2 separate regions of the Mus musculus genome follow, and region 1 is linked to region 2. The links are chromatin contacts, called in public promoter capture Hi-C maps. All regions are on one chromosome and are shown on one strand. Each heading gives the region's core, a stretch centred on a gene start, on an enhancer-like site or on the middle of the called end of the contact. The rest is flanking DNA. Distances are from core to core; before and after follow the strand shown. Region 1 holds the start of Ccdc138 (coiled-coil domain containing 138). Region 2 holds the start of Smpdl3a (sphingomyelin phosphodiesterase, acid-like 3A).

What was found. Promoter capture Hi-C pulls out the DNA fragments that hold promoters and counts their contacts.
Region 1: a contact with region 2 is called in a promoter capture Hi-C map of hematopoietic stem and progenitor cells. The contact joins the promoter of Ccdc138 here to the promoter of Smpdl3a in region 2. A contact is called at or near these places in 6 of 39 promoter capture datasets (cranial neural crest, embryonic stem cells, hematopoietic stem and progenitor cells and 3 more), 4 of 115 datasets of contacts at active chromatin or transcription factors (astrocytes, bone marrow-derived macrophages, stem cell-derived neural progenitor cells and 1 more) and 1 of 9 other capture datasets (liver).

Annotation. Positions count from the first base shown.
Region 1 is chr10:58,495,054-58,499,547 of GRCm38.p6, reverse strand. Ccdc138 (coiled-coil domain containing 138) reads right to left here and starts at 1,611. Exons shown (of 16, transcript NM_001162956.1): 1 at 1,486-1,611; 2 at 335-379; 3 at 129-186. The coding sequence starts at 1,578.
Region 2 is chr10:57,792,672-57,796,786 of GRCm38.p6, reverse strand. It overlaps Smpdl3a (sphingomyelin phosphodiesterase, acid-like 3A), which reads right to left and starts at 2,243. Exons shown (of 8, transcript NM_020561.2): 1 at 2,003-2,243. The coding sequence starts at 2,105.

The DNA.
Region 1 (4,494 bases), core at 362-2,861, 700 kb before region 2:
TATCAGACTGAATATTTTTTTTAATGAAAAATGAGTAACAATAAGCCTAGGTCTAAACATTTCTATAAATCTCTCTCAAGTTAAATTTGTTAAAATACTCAAATATACAAAATTTTCTTTTGGCTTACCTGGGGAGGTCACAATTCTTCTTTTATATTTAGTCTGGTCAAAATCTGAAAGTTCATGCTAGGTGAGGAGAAAGATACACTTAAGTTAAACACTAAGACCTATTCTCTTAAAATACTTTTCCATAATTACAAAGGTTAGCATGGACAAACCTAGGGGCACCACTCAACCCAAGATCAGCATCACTAATTAGACAAACAGCATGTACCTGTTGATTCATCAGAGCAGCCCACACACCAGTCATGTCGTTTTCCTGCCAAGAATACAAAACCAGAATCAAATCAGAAGCTATCCGTTAGACAAACTCAAACTGAGAGACATTCTAATACACACGTCTTCCACCTTGTGCAAGCACTAATGTTACAAGAAACTAGGTGTGGACATCTGTTGTAGATTAAAGGCAACCACACACAATCAAATGTAATGTTCGGACCCCAGGTAGTATCTGCACCAGGGTATGCTTTATCATTGTGGTAATCTGTGTACAAACTATACACTATCCTGTTTATTATCACAATACTAAATTTCTTGGAAAATATCAATAAGGCTTTAAAAGAGAATGTGCTTCACAGGAAAAGCAAGCTAGAGGAGTATGTGTTGGAGTCTCAATTAAGGTTATGTGAGGATAGAATGAATTTGTGTCATGGTCACCGGAACATTGGGAAATATTGCTATTTCTCAAGAAGGGGTTTTGGAAAGCCAGCAAATGTGGGAAGGAACAGAGGAATGCCTGCGACCTTGCTCACCTTCTGGAGAAGTCAGGGTAAATGATGTTCCCATACCTCAGATGATTTTTTTGAAGACAACATTGTTATGCTTTATATAACCTTGACCATGCTGGGCTGTCAAGCAGGCTTCTCAGCTGAACTGTAAACACCTAACTCTGTTATCAGAGGGTGAGGATTTAAAAAAAAAAACCGAATCTGGTCGTGCAAACTGAGGTATGTAATTGGTCTCCCGCTTCTGTTCTTCCAGGATTCATCGAAGATGTGATCTGGCCGACCTCTCACAAGATATTAGCAAAGACCTCAGTGGGGGCCCCGCCTCAAAAATGGCAAGACTCTCCTGGTGAATGGCGCTCTCAAGGGAGGACTACAAGAATGCACATCGCCACAACTTTTCTGTAAGTTTGCAATTACTTCGGAGTAAGATGCTTTCCAGAAGGAACTACAGTGTCTTCCGTGCCTGCTGCACTTTGGTCACCGCCAGCATTGGTTACCAGGACCAAAGCCACGCCCCGTCCGTCGAGGCGGTTTCCCCGAGGGCGGGAACTCTCTAGTGAGCCTCCCCGAGGAAGGCAGGGCTAGCGACCTCCCGCGGCCGCCCAGCAGAGCCCACCGCGGCTTCCACCCATCTCACCTCCACGGGGCACCTTCCCGCCAGGCCGTAGCGGCTTTTGAGACGCTCCACTACCATATCCTGTCCCGGTGGCTTGACCACCCTGCGCTCCATGGTGAGTCTCTGACTGCGGTCGCCCGGGAAACCGGGTTCACAGTCACGTCAGGGCGGGCAGTACGTCACGACGCCTGGCTCCGCCCCCCGAGGACGCCGGAAGCCGGTAGGAGGATACACTACAACCCAGTTCTCGGTTGCCCCTTAGAGTTTCTCAGTTCCAAGTCTTTTACCCGCCATAAATGTGAAGCATGAAAAAGGTGAGTTCTGCCGGGCAGTGGTAGCCCACGCCTTTAATCCCAGCACTTGGGAGGCAGAGGCAGGCGGATTTCTGAGTTCGAGGCCAGCCTGGTCTACAGAGTGAGTTCCAGGACAGCCAGGGCTACACAGAAAAACCCTGTCTCGAAAAACCAAAAGGAAAAAAAAAGGAGGGAGAGGGAGAGGGGGAGGGGGAGAAGAGAAGAAAGATTCCCTTGAGAGCGCTGGCTCGGCCAGCAGGAAGGCGAATAACTTCTCCACAGCAGAGAGCCAGAATGCTCCCCAAGGCTGGAGACCACAGGGACTACAGGGTAAATTTTACTGTGCACTACATAAAATTAGACTAAACAGGGTCTCTTCATCAAAAGTGATTTACAATCACAGAAAAATCAGGACATGTCTGAGCGCTAAGCGCATTAACTGCTGATTATACTCCTTTGCCAGTTTCCATAGGTGGTACAAAAATAATCGAATATAGGCAGGGAAGGTGGAGGCTGGAGGCCAGCCTGGGCTACAGGGTCATAAGCAGTTGGGGCAATTAACTGCCTCAACTACCGGGTGATCTGCCTCATAAAATGAAAAAATGTTCGTTTAAAACACAGAAACCTCTTTCCCAGCTATGCAACAGCACATAGTACTTGGTGTGTTCAACTTATCACACAAGCTCCTACCTGTTCAGTTTTTCTTTGAGATACACTAACACTGAGAAATAGTAGACATGTGTTGTAGCAGCCCCTAAATTCTCTGGATAACTTTTTAACTTACAGAAGTTGATACTTTAGCAATAGACAAAAAACTCACTATAAAAACATTGCCTAAAGAATACTTTTTTGCCAGCTGGAGAGATGGCTCAGTGGTTAAGAGCACTGACTGCTCTTCCAGAGGTCCCCAGTTCAATTCCCAGTAACCACATAGTGGCTCACAACCATCTGTAATGGGATCTGATGCCCTCTTTCTGGTTTATATGAAGACAGCTACAGTGTACTCCTATATGTAAAGTAATCTTTTTTTAAAATACTTTTTGCTAAAAACTACCACCTAGGGGCTGGTGAGATGGCTCAGCAAGGTTAAGACTGCTCTTCCTAAGGTCCTGACTTCAAATCCCAGCAACCACATGGTGGCTCACAACCATCTGTAACGAAATCTGATGCCCTCTTCTGGAGTGTCTGAAGACAGCTACAGTGTATTTACATATAATAAATATTTAAAACAAACAAACAAAAAAAAACCTACCACCTAAACTGTGTAATTGTTTTATTTTGGTTTTCAGGGTAGATTTTTTTTTTGGATTTTTTGTTTTTTTTATTTTTTTTTTTTTCCCCGAGACAGGGTTTCTCTGTGTAGCCCTGGCAGTCCTGGAACTCACTTTGTAGACTCAGAAATCCGCCTGCCTCTGCCTCCTGAGTGCTGGGATTAAAGGCGTGTGCCACCACCGCCCGGCTTGGGGGTAGATTTTAATGAGCTTAAAACCTATCAATGTGAGTTTATACCATCATCAGTGAATAAACAACAGATCACATTGTTCTTATATATCAAGCATCATATAAAATGCCACAAGCTTATTTTTAAACTTCTTTGTTAGAGCTGGATAGCTCAGCCATTAAGAACATTAGACAAGAAAACAGAAATGACTCGATACTTACATTTGGATAATAGAAAATTGTATGGTCTAACTAGATTCTTTTTAGTTCTTCCTGGGGGAGTCGAGTTCCATTCCCAGCACCCAAATGGTGGCTCACAACCTTTGGTAACTCATCAAGTTGTAAACACCTCTACTATAAATAAATAGCAATAGTTAGTTTAACCTGCCATTTTGTCACGTTTTTGAAAGGTCTTTGGGCTGGAGATGGCTCAGAGGTTAAGGGCATTGACTGCTCTTCTGGAGGTCCTAAGTTCAATTCCCAGCAACCACATGGTGGCTCATAACCATCTATAATGCGATCTGGTGCCCTCTTCTGGCCTGCAGACATACATTCAGGCAGAATGCTGTATATATAATAAATCTTTAAAAAAATGTCTTTAATAGCCTTAATGTTTTGAAATAATGTCTCTTAAAAGTATTTGCAACCATGCCACATGCCTGTAACCACAGTGGAGATCAAGAATTCAAGTCCAACCTTAGCAAGGCAATCTTGGGGTACAGAAAAATTAAAAATTTTTAAAAATTCCATTTACTTAAAAATATGGCATTAGCTTCTCAGCTGAAATTTATATGAATTTATATTACACAGGTTTCCAAAAAAGCCACTAAATGGACATGGTTCTTTTTACAAGGCCAAATTGAAGTAGGTTTATTTCATGTACCTGGTTACAAGATTAAGTATTTTTATAGTGGTGCTTGCTATTGTATAAATTCATTAAGTAAGCCATAACCTGCCTTACCTAATCTAATGGTTGGACACAACAGAAATGACTGGATACTTACATTTGGATAATAGAAGATTGTATGGTCTAACTAGATTCTTTTTAGTTCTTTATTGAGTAAGCCCATAAGAACATCCCCTTCTGTTTGCCTAACTTAACACAAACCATATCCAAGTACATTTTCAGTGTTTATCAAACTCTTGATGTTGAAGTTCGAGCTCAGAGTGCTGGCCTTTAGCTGATCTCATTTAGGGTCTTCTTTCCCTGCTGATTCCACCAGGCCCATTCCCTTGGCTGTCTGGTTTCAATGGATAGCAGGTAGGGACAGTGGGAATCTCCTTCATTTGGCTACCT
Region 2 (4,115 bases), core at 994-3,493:
TGTCTCTGTGTGTGTCTGTATATATGTGTCTGTGCCTGTGTGTGTGCGCGAGTTTGTAAGGTCACCAATCCAGCCTGTGACACAGTCCATAGCACACTCAAATCTAAATTTTTTGGCCAAAAATGCCCAAAGTCCTTTACCAAAATTTCTTTCTTATCCCCCAGATAAACTTTTCAAATATTTTTTCAAGATATGTGTGTTACACAGTCTACATAAGTGCTCAAATTTATTTAAAGAGATACTCAAAATTTTCAGAAAAAAAAATTCAGTCAAAGAATGCTTAATAATTTGTCCCAGCAAACCCAATGAACCATAATTATATGGACAATTGTATGTAGTCGTTTAAGTGGGCGTTGGTTGATCTGTTTATAAAGTCAGTTGCTGTGTGCTAAGTACACCAGCAGGTGACAGCCTACTAAATCTTTTAAAAATGAAGCCAAACACCCAGGGTGGTGGTCCTCTAGTCACATGGACTTGGCAAGGGGGAAAACTAAGACTGGGAACTTAAACACAGTTAGGAAACAAGCAGAGGCCAGGCTGGGTGGAAGTTGTGGAGGGAAGTGCAAAGGGGCCAGGGGGAGAGAGGCCTTCTAGTCAAGTGGAAAGCAGGTAAAATAATCCATGCAATGTGAAACCAGAGTCAACAGGTCTGGTTATTCTCTCTCCCTCCCGCTACCAAAACAGGAAGGTATCAGAAGGAGAGTCACATGATCACGGGCAAAGTTTTATGACTTCTTTCAGCAATTAATTCATTAAAACCAAAGGCGAATTTACCTGTGGTGCAGCCTGAGACATTTCCAGGTCAAAATCCGGAGCAGTCACAAATTTAAAATAGCACAATTCCAGCAATATAAAAACACGAGGCAGCCACATATGTACACATTCTGGGGGCTATTTCTGTTACAGGTGTTATTTGCCAGAGTTGACAAACCGGACATACAGCTGTGGCTTGCAAAAGCTTGACAGCTAAGTCAGGTGTACTTCACTCATAAGCAAGGAGAAGGGATTCCCTGGACCCCATTCAGGGAAGTCCTGTGCAGATCAGAGGCAGGCATGGAGAGGAGGCAGACAGCAGGAGAGTTTCAGTTCTGAGCACAGGTGAAAGTCTCAAGGATAGCTCTCTCTGCAAATCAAAACAAACCCCCCAACTAGAGCAATTATTTTTAAACGGAGCTAGGGAGATGGGGGAGGGGAGCGTCACCTTAAGTTTTAAAACCCAGAAGGCAACCTACAGTCTTACTAAACATTCAGTCTGGACGGGGATTTTCTAATTTGAGAGGGATGAAGAGTGTTAAACTGTGCCCAGGAATCCATTCCCACCGGTCTGGATCCAGTAATTTTGGAGTGGGGCTTAACTTACCGATTTTTTTTTTTCCCACCAAGTTTGGCAGCTGCTACTGCTGGGTGGAAGGAGACTGAGGGGGCAGGGCAGGGCAGGGCAGGCCAAGATTGCAGAAACAGAGTAATAGGCTCCCGGTAAACAGAACACACCACAAACGCAAGACCCCAAGTGCACCAAGGGCTGCGGAAGGGCTCAGGGGTTTTATGTTAAGAACGAAAGAGACCAGACGCCTCGGAGACCTGAAGAGGCAGAATTAGGCTCCGACGTCACTGAGCAGAACAGAATAGGACTGAAGCTACATCCAGGTGTAGGGACCCTGTAGGTCCTCCTCTGCTCTGGGCAGACTAGGTGACTCCGGGAATGCCCACAGCCAATTCTGAGCGGCATTTCCCACCAGACAACAGCTTCAGACTTTCCTCCCCTGGGAACTAAACCACCCAGACCCGGGATGTAAACAAACGCCCAGCAGGCGGCTCGGCTCCATACTGGCGCCCACGGGGCGCCCCCACCATGACTCAGACCCAGTGACCTTGCTGTCTGGCCTTTGGCCACAGTGACCAGTGTGGCGGCGTCCTGTGCCCCGCTGCCTACGCACCCGGCACCTTCATGACTTCGCCGACCCCCTCCACCGTCCTGTGCAGTCCCGATCGGTCCACTCACCCACAGCTGGGGCGCGATCCGCCGGCGCCAGGGGCACCCCGAGCCCCGGGCCGCAGAGCCAGGCAACCAGTAGGCAGCAAAGGAAGTTGCCCAGCAACGCCATGGTGGAGGCCACTGCCCCAGGACGCTAGACTGGAGCTTGGGCGCCGCTGAGACCCGCAGGCCCTAGGGGTGGAGAGGAAGCCAGAGCCTTTCCTTGTGTTGACGCCCAGCAAGCAGATCACGTGTAATATTAGATTCCCCTGAGCACGAGTTCTTCTGACCTTCTGGACTCCTTTATTTTAATATGCTTCCTTAATTTCTTAGGTCAATGGGAAACAATGTTCTTGCTCCAACCCCGTATTGTTTCCTTCCCTGAACCCCAGGAGCGCCTACCTGACAGGGCCATTTAGCAGAGGTACTTGAAAAGGCAGGAGAACCCTGAATCATAGTTAAGACAAACGAGTACAAGAATGGGTTTGGATTTCCTCAATGGTTTCGCTACCTGGGATTTATGACAGAAATGTAAACTCCCAAGCCTCAGGCCACCGCTGATAAATGAACAGATTAGCTGGGCTGGCCATGTGTGGCTTCATAGTACTCCAAGGTGATAGATAGGTGGAGTCGGCAAACTATGTCCCAGGTTCACCAGGCTGAACGTTTTCCTTTCCACAACTGAGTTAAGCACGTCCTCATGCAACCTACCTGGTAAATACAAATAGAGACTGTTGATTTTTCTATTCCAAAAGTTTTATAAGTATTGGCAAAGACACCAAAACCCACAGACTGTGTGTAATATGTATTCTTTGTTCTCTCTCTAGGAATTTATGAGAATGCGCTCTCTTTATAATATAGCCAACAACTTTAATTTATAAAACGTAGGGTGTCTTTGGAGAAGAGCAAACCTTTGAGAGATGCTGACCTCATAAAAGATGTGAGCTGTGGCGTCTTGAGGAAGCCGTGCTGTGTTAAAAGGTCCTGACAAAATACTATGCTTTAGCTGAGTTCAAGGTACTTATTATGGGAAGATGGGTGTTTTAGGTGGACACCCACATTGTCTTGGGATACCATGGCCTCTTTAATACTCAAATGCCTTAATTTGTGTATCTAGCATACCATTTTCATGATTAAAAGAGTATCTCTGTCACTAAGCTTAAATGGTTTTTCAATATCCTCCAACTATAGAATTAAGAATACTACATTGAAACTTTATAGTTTACCTACTTAGATTTACATTCTTTGTAATAGGAACATATCTGGTAAGTGTATTGATTTATTATTTTCTTTGTTCTATAACTGTAAGTTTCTGTAACCTATTCCATGTTGAAACAGTCATTTAGAGAAACCAGGATCTGTGTTCTTAGCCTAGGATCACACATATTTGGCTTAGGATACATTATTTTTGTATTTTCTTTAGGTACTTTTACCATTATATTTTACAAATATATTTATTTTCCATCAGAGGAAAAAAACTTTGTTTTATATCTGCATGATTTAGACATTATATCTTGTGAATAAATTTTTTTTAATGGACACTAAGTTTCCTTTCAGATCCTGGTAGACTCCTCCAAGTTTTGCTACATCATTGGGGTGATTCAGAGCAGTTCAAGAACCATGCATGCTTCCCTGCAACAGACATGGTCACTTCTGCAATTTCTCAGTCTACAGTCTAAAGAGTACAGGGAAAGTAAAGCCGGGAAATGGTGGTGAGCTTGAAATGCAGAAATGGATCAGCAAGATAGCAAGAGCTTGAACATTTTAAAAGAAAGTGAACTAATGATCAGAATACCAGTTTTGCTCATTATAACTGTGATCCAACCAGAGATGATCATTCAGACACAGTTGAGAGCCGATTGCAAGCCAGCTGGCTGGAACTATGTTCAAGTGTTCGGGATGTAAGCTTATTCAGAGCAAGTCTTTTAAAGAGAAAAACCATATCCTGGTATCTCACTTTGCATTGGCAGAGGTAGGTTTGCACAAGCAAGCTGTTTAGCAGAAGCGATAAGTTAGCTGCAGCATCTTGGCCTTTGGTCCTACAATAGAGTCGGGTAAATTCCCAGTGGATTCTCCATTAAAGAGATCAAATTCTAGTTAAGCCTGAAATGGCCTCAGTAAGAATACAAGATAGAGGAAC